Regions from separate parts of the Anser cygnoides genome. Here region 2 is linked to region 1. The links are chromatin contacts, called in public Hi-C maps. All regions are on one chromosome and are shown on one strand. The core of a region is the stretch at or near the end of the contact, and the rest is flanking DNA. Distances in the headings are between cores, read along the strand shown.

Region 1 (7,370 bases), core at 2,638-5,137:
CATGCATATGAGTATTTATCAAATTATTGTTAGCTCATTTCTCTGAAATTATTTAGCAGCTTAAATCTTAGTGGCGTGCTAAATGTTCTTTGCGGTACAGGAAATATTAGGTGTTTAGTTATCCTTCCCTTTTTTGCCTCGAGGGTGAATGAGGGGAACTGCCAGTGTATGCGTGGTCCTTTCTCCACCTGGCAGAGAGCTGTGCTTTGTCCACCAGAGTCCAGGAAGCGCTCGTGTGCAGTGCATCAGGTCTCTGCTTTACCTGAGAGGGTGGATCCTGGCTGAAGACGATGGACGAGCACTTTTTTTTATTAAGTTTTTCATATTTTTGGCCTGTTAAGCATTTTATGAGCGCTTGTGATCTCCTCAGAGATGTGGCTGGAAGGCAGCACTCCAAGACGGGAGCCAACTGTGTGGGTAAAAGCCGAGATCAACGTGCTGAGTGAAAGCTCTCTTCCTTGGAGCGCCGTTGTGTAGTTATTGGAAGTGGGAAGGAGGCGTGTTCCCACCTGAGAGCCGCTGTCTGCCGCAGTGCATTTCATTTACGAAATCTTCAACTGTGGCGTATTTTTAGCACAGACAGCTGGCTGGCGCAGAGCCTGTGACTAATAGAACAAAACACACTTTTGTTTCATGGCTGCTCCTTAATGTCACCCGACAATTTTGTTACTTCTCATGCAAGTGAAAGGCCCCGGACATGTTTAGAAATTGGCTACTTCATGTGAATTTTAAACAGAGTTTTAAAACTTTTGCTTCTGAGGTGTTAATACCAAGAAAACAAGATCTTTCCTCAAGTTTAAAGGAGCTTTTAAGGACTGCAAGCATACCCACATTAAGAAAAAAAAGTGAGTAGGCACTGGAAAGGACCGTCATAGCAAACAAATACAAACAGCGTGAGTCTGCTGGCCCCTTAAAGGGGAGAAAATGGTTCAAAAGAATCGTCAGAGCCATGGACACCTTAAAACCAATGAGTGTTTGCAGAAATGAGGCTGGTCTCGGTGTTTCAGCTGTAAGCATCTATTACTGCCCTGCTCGAAAACTGGAGTAAATCGGAGTGTTTCTGTTGCGGTGGGACACTGGGGGGCAAAAGTCATCTGGCCTTCTTGTTTTTGCAATCCTTCCTTCCTGAATCACATTGAACAGCACTAAGCTTGTACCTGTGCTGCTGGGGAGATGGATCTGTCTCTCAAACTGCTAAGGAGGAGTTTTATTTCTTACAAAGGCATCCAAGCAGGGACAGTAGATTTAGGTTTAACAGCTGAAATGGTTAAAACTTCCTCACTTGAGGAAGGTGTTTTTTTTTTTTTAAACCACTTTGATTTTGCTTCTTTTCTAATTCCTTTTGCCTCTGTTTTGAGCTGCAGGAACCACCTGAAGCTTGGCTGCCTATTTTTTTATTAGAGCATTTTCAGTAGAACATCTTTCTGCTCAAAACAGTTTAACTTTCCAGGCAGTTTAACTAAAAAAACAAAACAGTTTAACTAAACCAGACAAGCTCCTGTCTTTGCTCATTGTGGCCAGCTAACTCCTACCCAGACACCAGTGACAGACGTACAGCAACAGGCTGTGCCCTCAGCTCCATCTCTGCATTATGTCGTCCCCTCCTGTACTGTATTCCTCTTGCAGTGGTAGAAAGGAAATCTTTCACCTGTCAGATAATTCCTAAGCATCGGAGGTGCCAGCCCTTTTAAGGGGAGAATGTAGAACGGAAGAAGTGAGATTAATCTTAGTGCTGGAGGCAGCTACTTTTTTCTCCAAGAGATTCTACATAACTTACAGGAAGAACTTGGTTAGTGGTTTGGGAGCCTTTGCTAATGAGCCAGAACCTCTCTCAGGGCCTGGAATGTTCTGATACAGTGCAAGAAGTGGATTCAATATTTTCCTTGGTGTAAGTTTCCCATGGTGTAACTTCATCTGCTGCTCAGTTGTGATGCCACGGAGCCATCTGGTATCCACTTAATTAAATTGTTTTCAGCCTTTAAATTGTAATAATAAACCCCAAAGTTGCTTCAGAAGAGTGAATGCAAGCACGTCTAAGGAAGTTTGCAGAGTGAACTGAAATGTGGGATCCTGAAAGGAAGAGTTTGAGGGAATAAGACAAAATAAGACGTGGTCATCCTGGAGAATGTTTGGTTCGTTTCAGCTGCCTGCGTTTAACGTAACGTGGGTAGCGGCGGCCTTTGATGTGCGTCTTAAGGGACCTTATCGGAGTCCTTAGTCTTCCCCTTCCACCAGCCCGTTGCTCAGACTGTTCGCAGAAGAAGTAAATCTGGAGCAGGCTGTCCTTTTACAAACGCCAGTGATGTGGTCTTGCCAGAACTTCCCCATAGCCTGAGCATTGATGATCCTGTGCCTGGGAAAAGGTGAGGTTGCAATCTACAGGCTGTGCAGAGCCCCTGCGGAAGGAACCAAGGCCCAAGAGTTTGTGTAACCCGCTGAGCAATTCTCTGTGCACTGCTGGCAGGATCCGATGGTGATGCCGTGTGATGCTGGGACCATGGAGCCCGTTGTTAGGCAATAATTGAGCACAACTGTATTTCTGTTGCTGTCTTCAGGGAAAAACAAAACACAAACAGCCTTAGAACCAGTTTACGCTAAGATGCATGATGAAAATTCGTAGCCTAGCAAAAAAATATATTTACAGGTTGCTCAGTCTCCTGAATTCTCCAGAAAATCAATGGATTGCTCAGTGAAAGGTCTCCTCGTTTATGCCTGGGGGTGGAGGAGAGGAGAGGATTTATGGGAGAGGAGGCACGTTACAAGTGTGCAGCCGTCTTCTTGTTGGTGCAGTTGGGAGTTCAAACACAGGCTTGGCAGCAGCAGGGTGTTCGGGAGGAGGCTGGCCGTACCTTTCAGTTGCTTGCCAATGTCCTTGTTGTTTGCTGATCTGATGGGACCGGGATGAGGTGGCACAGAGCTGCCTGGCACTCCGCTATCTCTGTCCCCCTGGCTGCAGGGATTGGGGGCAGCTGGAAACTGAGGTACTGCGGTTGAGAACTCGGTATTTTTCCGAAATGCCCACGTTAAGTCTTTCATCTCTCCTTTGCATTCCACGGGGATGAAACACCAGCGCAGCTAATGAGACTATTGTTAGGTTGCAATTATTTATTAATCAAAAATTGAGCTCTGTCTTCTGTTGCATGTAACCTGAGGAAAGGCTTTGGTTATGTCTTTTTCAATATCTAAACATACGTGTTCGAGTTCCTTTATGTCTGCCAAATGGAAATATCCAGTTTACTGAAGGGCACAACCAGTAATTACTAGGATGTACTGTACTTCACTGGTGCCTTTTCCCAGAAATTTCAAAACACCACTACATTTTAATGTTTGACGCTTAATAACGTACCAGTGGCAGAAGTGGGAGCTGTCAGTCCCCTTTGGCAGTTGGGAGTACTGGCGTGCTGCGAGGAGGGATCGCAGACCAAAAAAAGCATCCAAGGGTTCTCGGTGTTCTCAGTTCGCAGAAAGAAACGTTTGAGAGAGGACGTCCAGATGAATCCGATTGGAAGTGGAACGAGGGCATAAGTTGCAAGCATCGGTCCTGTTGATTTCTAGTGCCCCTGAGGTCGGCGCTGCAAGCTTTTGCCAGAAAACTCAGCCAGTGCCAGATGTGAGAATGTGCGACCCTTGGCTGACAAAACCTCCTGCCAGCAAAACAGCCGAGTGCAGGGGCAGGAGCTGGTGGAACATGCTTTTAGTGGCCAAAAGTCCCTATGCCAGGGAAAGCTCAGCCTTGCTGCTGTACCTGAGTCTCTGGAGTGCTTGCTTGCTCTCGAAAATGACTTGGGGTGTCACTTGAAGATGGCTAGGTCTTCAAGAGGGAGGATATCAGGCCTTGTTCACACACCTGTCCTGCCCTCTGGATCTTTCATGCTTAATGCAGGGGTTTCTAGACGACAGAGCTTCTTGTTGAGCTGCCTTTTGTGAAGCTTCTCTCACATCTGGTGGTTGTTAAAGGGAAATTTGTCCTGATAGGAGCTCAGCTCTGCTCTGTAGCTGAGAGTTGGTGTTCCTCTCAGCAGCTCGCGTGTATGTCTGTAGGGGAAGATGTAAGGGGTGGGGGGAACAGGGCAGGAAGAGTGGGCTGTGAGCTAGGAGGGCCATAGCCCCAAATAAACGAGCAGGGCAGCCCGCTCGTATCCAAGAGCGCTCTTCCCCTGCAGGAAGGAGCAGATTGCACAATGCGAGTCTCCTGAGGACAATGCCCACAGCCCGTTTAACTGCAAGGTCACACACAGCTCGTTGCTGTGTTGTTGCTTCCTCGACTACGTTTTCATAACTTGACCGAGCGTTACCAAACACTTCGGTCAGGGCAAAGCAGTTCCTTGCGTCACGGGCAGCTGATAAAGGCATGACTGCACTGATACCGACCGGCGAGGTCCAAGAGGTGCAGTGTGACGTTCATCTGCTGCGGGAGGCGCCGAGGGTCACTGCTGCTACAGCCCAGGTTATTCGTGCACCAAGCCCAGCAGGACTTGTGCCAGGCAACAGGCTTGCTCTGCCAGAGCTGCTGGCTTTCCACGATTCTGCTCAAGCCCTGCCAGGAGACGACAAGACGAGGACAGTGAGGGTTGTGGAGTTAACTGGCTGTGGAGCTCGCGTGATCAGTTTTTGGGTAACCCCTACTGGTTTATACATGCTCTGAGCTAAATGCTCTGGAAACGTGTGCATCTGATCGTAAAAACACTGGCTGCGTACGACCCAGGAAAGCCATGGGTTAGGGCGTTTGCAGAGGAGCGTGTTGTGTGACTCGTGTTTTGCTGCTCGCTATAGAACGTCGTTAGCGTGCTGCCTCCCAGTTCGCAGTCAGGGTAGATGTGACTAGCGGAAGACATTTCAGAGCAGGCCCACAAGAATGACCCTGTGGGTAGGAAACATGCCTATAGAAGGAAGAGTGAGTAAAAGAGGGCTGCAGAGCAGACGAGCCGTTTTCAGATAACAGAGCTCAAGTATGTAAAAAGAACTGCAAAAAAACATTCCCTTGTTCATGGTGTAAAACAAGCAGGGACAGGCAAAAACTAAGAAAAGAGAAAATTCAGTTCAGGCATCAGGAAAGCTTTCTAACAGTAAAGATAGTGAAGTCTTCTGCCTGGGGACCTTGTGGAGTCAGCATTGTAAGAAGTTTTTAAGAGCTTTTTAGAGAACCACAAGGCAAAATACCGGCAGAATTGGTTCTACTGCCTCAAATTCCCCCCCTGTGAGTTGACAGTTGTTCAGTAAGAGAGCTGGCAGTGGTACTTCCTCACGCAGGCAGCCCAGGACTTCCCTCCTGTGACCAGGGCAGCAGTGATAGCTTTTACTCCTGCATAAGGGTTTCACTTGAAAACATTACAAATATTTTACTATGTATCCTGCAAAAAGCCTTTTCCCTGTTGCTAGGAATACAAACCCCTTGTCATAGATAAGTGACAGCTTGTGTAAATAGGCACAGGCAACCAGAAGCCTACAGGAAATAAACAAGCATCTTTTTCTTTCTGCAGATTGACATTTCCAAATGCCACTACCTGGTGGACTTGGACACAGCAGCTGAAACCCCGAGGGAGCCGAGGTATTCCTTGAACAAAGAAGAGTGGGTGACCATTGCCTACAAGCCATTCCTAGATGCTTCCAGGTATGTTTGCCGTGTTTGAGAAGGAATGAGAAAGGCTGGCAGATCTGTCAACTAACGTTTTTTTTGCAATTATTTGCTTACAACTGTAGAGGAGAGACACATTGGCAAATGCCAGCGTGAAATCCCCTCTCCAGTAGAGGCAGCTTGCTGGTTACAGTGGAACCTTTGTCAAACTTGCACGCAGAGCATTAATTACCTGGGTGGCTTTAGAGTGTTAAGCAAGCTGGGAAGGGCGAGGAGCAAGGATTATTTTTAAAAGGAGTCTTCCCTATGCATTTCTTGCTGATGTAGCGGGTTTTGTTTTGCCTTTATATATAATATTATATATATATATTATATATATATAATATAATAAGGTGCAGGCCATCTCCTCCCAGCGGACCTGTGAATCTGCTGTCGTTTCAGCCAAATTCGATAGGCAGGTGTAAGAGTCTTTGAGACTGCCTTACAAGATCTGTGAAAGCTGGCAGGCAGGAGGCAGACTCAGTGAGTGAGAAGTCATTGAGGTCTTTTGACATCAGAGAACTCCTGTAAGAGCCCCCTGTCAGAATGCGGTTCTTCATTAGTTCTGCTGCTCACGGGGTAAGTCGTGCATTTGGAGAATTTCTGTGAGAAGCAGAGGTTGAAATCCCTGTCCTCCAGGCTGGCCGGGTGGAATCCAGTTTGTCCTGGATGGGGGTGTTTTTAACACATCCCTACAGAGCCAAACCCTCAGCTGTAAGGGATGTTATTCAGTCGCTTCAAGCTTGGGTCATGAAGCTGTCATAGCAGGACAGAGAGCTTGACTGGAAAAGTCTCTGTAAAAAAAGACAAACAACCCGGCAAAAATTAACACAGGGTTCAGTGCCCTCCTGTTTTCTGTGCGAGACCTTTATGACTTCCTCCTAACGGGCCCCTCCAGGGAGTGGGGGCTGGTGAAAGCAGTCGGGCAGAGAAGGAGTGATAATACGCTTTTCCCAGGGGTTGCTCTGGTGTTGCCAGCTTGCCGACACAAACAAGTTTCCTTGGCACGGTTTTCCATGAACTCTGCTTGCCCAAAGAGACCTGCTGTTGTGGTAGAGCAGGGCTTGAGGAAGGGAGAACGGGATGGCCAATGACACTTAATGAGGCAAGAGGATCGCAGAAGGCTCCTTTTGCAGAGCCTGTCCCCCTGTGTGTCTGAAGCTACATTCACTTCTGCTTCGAAGCTGTGTTCTGATGCTTCCAAAGCTGGCTTATCTTGCTGTCCTCTGCCCAACAGCTGAACCTTGATTGTTTGGACCCGATTTCAAGTCCTTTGAAGTCGGTCAGAGGCACTGAATCAGTTCCAAATGGGTCAACCATGGGAATGTAATTTGCTGGAGGGGCTTTCAGAGGTACTAGGCTGCCATGCCAGCCTGCCTGGTGAAAGCTAAGTGAATTATTCTGCTGCGGCTGAACATCTCGCAGGTTTCTGCAGGATGTCCTGCGTCTTCCGTGGCTCCTTTCCACTACTGCTCATTTTTCCTGTACTTAGCTGGTGTTTGTTAGAGAAGCAGTTGGTCTGTCTCATGGGGCGTTCTGGGTTATTGCACCACATCTCCTTCAGCTCCCACCCGTAGCCTCTGAGCTTCTGATGAAAGCTCACGATGTATAAATCATTGCTCTCTTTCTGAATCTGTTTCGTAGCCCATCAGAGGCTGTGTCCTGCTGAACACAACCCAGCGTCTTTCTGGAAGCAGCAGGACGCTGCATCTGCTGCTTTCGCTGGGAGTTGTCTGCCGTGCCACAGTAGGAACGC
Region 2 (7,370 bases), core at 1,967-4,466, 85 kb after region 1:
GGGGTGCTTGAAGCGTTACCTGCTGGAGGCTGCAGCCCGGTGTACCTGCGGGGCTGCTCTGCTCTGCCTGCAAAAGCGCGTTCCTCCTGTGCCCCTTGCGACACATCCACAGAGCCCACGGCTGCAAAGAGATCTGCACCCGGAGTCTTTTTTGGCAATAGCTTCATTTTCCCACTGAATTACTCCACTAAGCCAAACCGCCGGCTGCACAGCGCAGGGAGCTGCTCCCCCTACTTTATCACTCACTTTTAGGCGTTCCTCAGCGCAGGCACTCGCACAGAAACCAGCCTCCCGTCTCCTACCAGGAGCTGGGACTTCTCAGAGACAAGTATGAATCACCCGTAACATAACAGAGAGCTGAAAGCATCACTGTGCCCCGTGAGGAACTATCAGTCGGAAGGGTTTAATTTGCATTTGAGGAGCAGCGGCCAGCGCTCTCCCGGGGGTGACAAACCCCAGGGGATGTTAGGTGCAGAGCTCTGGGGTGGGAGGGACGTGATTCTTCCACGCAGATCATTCGCAAAGACTTGCCATCATCCTTAAAGTGCATTGCTTTTTTGCTGCCTTCACCCATTCTCAACAGCAAGCAAAAGCTTCTTGCTACCATTCATATTTCACACCTCATCGTATTTCACTAGAAGCAAACATACACCTTCCTCAACTTCATGTTTCCAATCACTTTTGTTGCCTTTTCTTAGTCTCTCCTCCTTCCAAGGAAAAAAAAAATGCTTATTCGTGTACGTTTCATTAACAAAAGTTACTCTGAGATCACAGGATTTCTTGGCAACGCGATAAATAAGCATGGCAGGAAAACACGTGTCATTAACTTAAATGGCAACAAACACAAACAGGCAGCAAAGCAAAGGTCACATTCAGCCACACAGTCCCCTCCGAGGCACCCGGCATGGTCTGTCATTACGGAGGGTCACTACGAACACGTACTGAATCCCCCCCACTTTCGTCAACTTTCGCGCTTCTTTCTGTTTGACTATTTAATCTTGCAATTTCATTGTTGCATTAACGTAGGGTTCAACGTGCAGTTTCTGGGTTTGTATTCACACAAGACAGGGTAGGAGATGGTTTTTTTTGCTTCAGGCCTGGTTTCTTTTTATTTTGATCTATGTTTCGCTAACAATTTATGGTGACTATATTTACCTTTTTCAGTTCAAGTTACAATTCCATATTCTGATAAGTATATTTTCCATAAGAAGGATGGATTCTTTACATACTCCCTAAATTATGACCTTTCAAGATAGTAAGATGCCATCTTTTCTTTTAATCTGACAGTTGCTGGCTAGTCAGAATGTAAAAAAGCAAGCAAATATTATCATGTGTCAAAGCCATCTAAAACGCGGTTTCCAAGTACCTACAGTAAAAAAGGCCAAACAACAGGTTTGGGATTCGGACAGTTCAAACAGGAAGATTCAAGAGGATCTCAGAGAGTGGAAGAGCTTCTTTTAAGGACTTTCTGAGCAGGTCTCAAGAGCAGCACGCTGCAGATCTTCCTGCAGTACGGACCTGACGGTGAGTTTGTGCCAGAACCTAGCAGCTGCATATTATTCCACTGGAACTTTAACAGAAGCTGTCCTACTCTGCACACAGATGAACTGAAAAGTTCGCAACCCAAGAAACATAAACTACAGTTCAGAACAAGCCTGGAATAAGAACAGTCTTCCACCAAAAAGAGCATAAGCAGGACTTGTACTTTCCTACGCGTGCAGTCAGCTAACACTAAATTAAGTGAAGTTGGCCCAACCTTGAAGCACTTATTTGAAGTAGTTCTTGGCTAGAATTAGTTTCCCCTGACATCACCAGAAGTGATCTTGATAGGGTTCCTCTTCCTCAAAGACTGTGTGAATACTTCCAGCAACTACCTCGGCTAAGTTCCAGGCAACGTGCTTACACCTCCGGCTGCAGAAAGTCAGCGTAGCTGTACTGAGAAATGGAAGACCTGGATGCAGACCCCTAACACAGGGGAATCTGCTGTGAAAATGGTGCAGAAAAAGCTGCAGAGCAGAGCCTTGGCTCCCCAGATAAAGGAAAGCTGGATGACAAAAGTCAAGCTCGCACTGACTGGGATGCACGGGAATCTAGTGGTTTCTTAAGGTGCAGGTGGGGAAGTCACGCTGGACCGGGGAGCTGTTAATGGCCAACAAATACACGTTCTAAAATGCCAATTAAGACTCGAGATTAAAGTTTTTATGCCCATTGCGCAGTCTGCCAGGGAAACGGGAGCTGCAGAGTAAACAACCACCTACAGCCTGCAAGCGAAGCACTTCGAAGTTTGGCATGTGGCAGCCAACTCGGAGCGGAGCGCCCCAACGCCGCGAGGTCTTCGCTCAGCTCCCCGGCGATGGCGAGGAAGGATTTAAGGGAGATTGCTGCTTTGTTGGGCGAGCGGAGAAACAAGAAATTGAGTATTTGGGATGCGACGCTCGCCTGGCGCGGCACGGCGAGAACAATGTGTTTGTTTTTGTTAGAAGTCCAAACTAGGGGCGTTTTTTACTGCTGCAAGGAGCCAGCTTACCACCTAAGCGCCCGGTAACCGGATCGTTTCGAGTGTTTTCAGATTACTGACCTCAAAAAATTGGATTTGGGGGTTTTGTTTGCTCACCAACCCCTTCCCCCCCGGTGCAGGGCACTGCGGGCAGCCCTTCCCCGCAAAGCACCGGGGCCGGGGGGCGACCCCAGCCGCTGCCCCGCGTCCCCCCCCGAGCTCCGGGGGTCGCACAACGGGACCGGGGGGACCGAGCCCCCCGGGGGGCACCGAGCCGGGGGGGAACCGAGCCCCGGAGGCGGGGGGGGACCGCCCGGAGCCCCCTCCCCAGGCCGCGGGGCTGCAGGCCGCGGGGGATACGGCGGGGACCCGTCCCCGGGAGGGGGCACCGTGAGGGGACCGGGAGGGACCGTGAGCACCGGGGGGGGAGGGACCGAGGGAGACACCGTGGGGACAGCGGGGAACACCTGGGGGTCTCCGCTCACCTCGCTGCGCGTGATGCGGTGCCTCGCCAGCTTGACCACGGCGAAGTTGCCCTTGCCCAGCGTGCCCTCGATGTCGTAGAAGCCCACTCGGACGGCCCCGGCCCCGGCCCCGGCCCCGCGGGGCAGCGGCAGCAGCGCAGGGGGCGGCCGCCGGGGCTCGGCCATCACCATGCTGGGGGCGGCGGCGGCGGCTCCGGCCCGGCTCCGGCTGCGGCCCCGCGGCCCCGCCCCGCCCCTCCTGGCCCTGCCCCCCCCCGGCCCGGCCCTGCCCCTCTCGTCACGGCCCGCGTCAGCCCGGGCGCGGCGTCGCCGTGGCAACCGCGGTCAAAATGGCGGCGGGTGGGGAACTGGGGGGGGAAAAGGGGGAATGGGGGAATCTGGCGTCGCTTGGTGGCCCTCCTGCAGTGTGCTTCACCAGAGCCCTGCTGCTGTGTGCAGTCACCGTGTTGTCACCCCCCCAAATAAGCCCTGGCGGTGACTAAGCGGGGTTAGTCAGCCATCCACCCTTCTCGGTGATGGATGGGTACGTGAGCAAGCTCCCCGTAATCCTGCGTGCACGGAGCATGATGCAATCCCGAGCTGCTGCTTGTGAAACTTCCCCCCTGCTCACCTACCTGGCAACGCCTCGTGTCGGTTCCAGAAATCCCAAACACCAACCGATCAATCATTCCGGCACGAGGCAAGCGCACGATGTTAAAAGTAGCTTTTTCTTCTAAATCCCTACGTTGTGCTGCTCTGTACCAGGCGAAAAGGGGCTGACAGAAGAACAAAACGTTGCCTGGTACTCGTTCTCAGTCACATACATATCTATACAAAATTGTAGTAGTCAAAAATTAACTTTATTGCTGCCCGCTTTTATCCATGTAAAACTTCACAACATCGGTCCAGTATCAATTATAAATTATTTTTCATTTGCAATAGAAAACTTTCTTTGCAGAAACTTTCTCGTGCCGCACAGCATAATGTCATTTCTGGCCCGAAAATTCAGGTTGCAAAAGCATTTCTTCATGCCGCTGCTGGAGGAACGGCAGTCACAAAACCACTCTTTGTACAGAGCCACTGATGGCTTTTGCTGTGTTTCAAAGAAGGTAATTCAAGTGCTCATCAGAACAAAATATTTTTTTTTTTCTTGGACAAAATAAGAAGAGCACGTCCAGGCAATTTTCAACAGCCCAATGACACCAACTGCGGAGCACACTTGCCCTCTAGTGGCCGCCGCTTCTGCCACATAACACTGCAGCTATGGTGCTCTACTGAACAGATGTCAGAGATCAGAAAATTACCTTTTCCTGACCCAGGTAGCTCATTAGAACAAAAGCACTGCAGACAGCCAAGCGAAGGAACGCACACTTCTCTGCCCAGTAAGATTTTATAGTACAAGGGAAAAAAAACACGATAAAGGCTTGAGATAAATCTCCCGTGGGGATTAGGCACATAACCCAACACTATCCTTTAAAGGTAACTTTAAATTTTCTTAGCTGGTTTATCCTTAGTGTGATTTTAGGAGTGGATTTCAGCAGTGAGACTGAGAGTTTAACAGAATAGGTTTAAACAGAGAAGCAGTTTCCTTGTATATCCTGCTAAGGCTGTTTCATGGGAGATTTTCCTTTTATCAGGATTAAACGTGTAAACGCAATTCACATTCTTTCAGACCCACCTCTGGCAGGCACAGGAATGATGCCACCTAGATGCTTTTAATTTCTTGTTTTCCTTTGTGCACAAAGTTACGTGCCTAACAGAGGTTAGAGTGGCCTGTGGTATACGGAAACAAAGCCAGGTTAAGAACCAGCACTGCCATCGATACCTGAAGTGGAGGATTAGATATGTGCATTCTTACTTTCACCTAATTCCAGTTCAGTCACTGGGTGGCATCACTTCTGTCAGAGTCTGTAACCTTGGGCCACCTTTCCCATCTGCAGAATGGGGATAAGACACAATGCTGAGGGGTGCTAAAGTATTCCGTTTTCTCTCTAGGGCCAAACTGGTACAAGACATTGTTCATCAGCAATGAAAACTCCAGTGCGTTAGAATGCTGAATAACCTCCACGGTGACTCAGTGGAAAAGCCATTTCTTGGTGCTTAAAATAAGCATAAGAATGCTTCACCATCAGTAAGACATGTTCCAGGCAAACAAACTGCTGCGAGAATGTCATGTGCATGTTGAAGATTTTAAAAGAAGAGAAATCAGGGAGACAGACTTCTCGGGTAAGTTACAAGTGCTGGAGTACCCAGCAGCTGATCTTTAAAGCTTTCTTGTTTTGTATTTTAATTTTGGTGTCAATTTTCCTTGGTACCAATACCGGGTTGTGTAGGGGATTAAGCCACTGACAATAATAAGAGTTGCATTCAAGGAACTGCAGTTTATTACAAGCTGCTTCGTAACAGATTAGGGCAAAATTGTTCCAGATGGGAAAAGTAAAGCCGGCCAGAAAAGTTTATGGCACCATGTAAAGCAGAGAGGAAATTTCTCCCTACGATAACTCAAAAGCTATGCAGTTTCCAAGTACGAAAGCACAATTTCTCAAGAAGTTACTATGAATGCATTTCAAAAAGAGGCAAATATTACAGTTACCTCAATTCATCAAATTTTAGAGGCACTGGCAAGAGCTGATTTTTTGGGAATGTTAAGTTTTGCATATCTTTCACTCCCTAGCCATCTCTTTCCACAAGATCTGTTTTGTGGTACAATCTGGCCACAGTTGTGTAGAAAACAATATCCCCAGAGAAACAGCAACGGGACATGGGTATTTCAAAGAATTTCAATTACCCTCATTTCAAAAATAATTTAAATTTTGTTTCTTATCACAATAGGCTGTTCTGCACAGGAGACAGATTTTTTTTTTTTTTTTTTTTACAATGAATTCAGATAGGAGGGAAAACACTTGTACTTCTGCTTACCTTTCTAATCTCAAAATCAGACAAGATCCTTGAGGGGAGACGAGTAGTGACTGTGGTTGGACACCATGGACATGAACTTGCAGCCCAACACAATTTAAACAATAAAAACCCTCTGAAATGCAAGCTGCATGCACAAAGCAAGGAAAGGACATAAATAGCCTTACTCGGCCCCATTACTAATAAAACACTAATTTGGGTCACTTGTACATGACTTAATACCTACTTAATCTATCTCTGCAGTGAAGTAGCTGGCCTGACTTCAGAGACACTGAGCACATGCAGCTGAGTTTGCCTGACTTCGATAAGTCAGCAGCTCAAAGACTAGGGCACACACTTAGTTGCCAAAATAAGGCTTTACATGTTTACACACCTAAGCTCCAACATCTGGCTTGAGCTTTTTTCTCTCATTTCCTGTTTTTCAATGCCTAAAAGATGCTTAGAGCCTGCCAAAAGGGGGGAGGGGTGGGGAGAGACAAAACACCAAGGCTGCTGGACTAGAAGTGGATACACACTCAATTGCTTAATAAAAAACACTGGTTACTGCTTTAGAAAACCTGAAGATTGGTAGCACCCGGCAACTCCCTTCACCAGGATTTTGGTGCTCAGGAGGCATGGTTAACTGGGTATCATTTTCAAAACATTCAGAAGACTTTCTTTTTGAAGAATTACTTCTTTGTTTCAAGGCTTGATGCTGTACTGCTGCCTGCTGAAGGAGCAGCTTCAGATTGGCACACACCCCGTTACACTGCAGGTACGCAGAAAAAGTGTTGTGCACAAAACCCTTGCCTATAACATTCAGGAAGTGGGAGAAGCAGTTGTGGCAAATGACCGAAATATTTCCACGCTTGCAATACACAGCAATAGCACACAGCCCCAAAAATGTCTTCCTGAGTATTTATATTGGCAGAGCATGCTCACAGCCACGTCCTGCACTCAGTTCTGCTGTTGTTTCAGTCCCGCAAAACACTTTCTGCCAAAGCTTTTGGCACATCTTCGCTTCCTGGTGGCCTATGCAAATCGGTTTTGCTTCATTTTCCTATTTATTTATTTCCATGCAACGAAGAACAAACTTTGAATGAACTCTGTCAAGAGCTAAAATCATTTCAGATGCTTCATGGACTTGTTTGTACGCAAAACCGCGCTCTCAAAGTTGGGAATATTCACCTGCAGAGCAATAGGTGAATAGCATTTGTGTTCCTGCTTGGCATGCTTTATTTGCTTGGTCATTCTCCCTCCATTACCTGGTCTCTAATGAAAGAAAACAAACAAACAAGAGACTGATCCAAAACCTAGAGTTTAGGAAGTCCTTGGAATTTCCTGATGTAAAGCAAGGCAAAGCAGCTACAAAGTTTTATGATCTGAGCTATGTATTCTGAATAGTTTTGGCCTCAGTAGCCATTTCATAGCATCAAGACTGCCTCAACCTGCTCCTTTCTTTTAGCTCTGCATTGCATCCTTTATGCCCCCAGACATAACTCACCCAGTAGAAG

The links. A called contact is a pair of places that touch in the nucleus more often than the background predicts.
Region 2: a Hi-C map of liver shows a contact between it and region 1, with 13 times the contacts expected there. The contact joins the promoter of SIK2 here to the enhancer-like site in region 1. A contact is called at or near these places in 4 of 7 Hi-C or Micro-C datasets (granulosa cells and liver).

Annotation. Positions count from the first base shown.
Region 1 is chr21:4,152,499-4,159,868 of Taihu_goose_T2T_genome, forward strand. It overlaps ALG9 (ALG9 alpha-1,2-mannosyltransferase), which reads left to right. Exons shown (of 16, transcript XM_048063246.2): 15 at 5,481-5,611. Among named protein-coding and RNA genes, the nearest start is that of ALG9, 19 kb to the left of the region's middle. Within about 2 kb of position 3,888, at least 2 of the 3 cell types and tissues checked have open chromatin away from gene starts, as enhancers often do. A contact at or near this core is called in liver, where this site is marked.
Region 2 is chr21:4,238,352-4,245,721 of Taihu_goose_T2T_genome, forward strand. It overlaps SIK2 (salt inducible kinase 2), which reads right to left and starts at 3,217. Exons shown (of 14, transcript XM_066981083.1): 1 at 2,983-3,217. The coding sequence starts at 3,153. LOC136786719 (a long non-coding RNA gene) reads left to right here and starts at 3,357. Exons shown (of 3, transcript XR_010826143.1): 1 at 3,357-4,070; 2 at 4,957-5,187.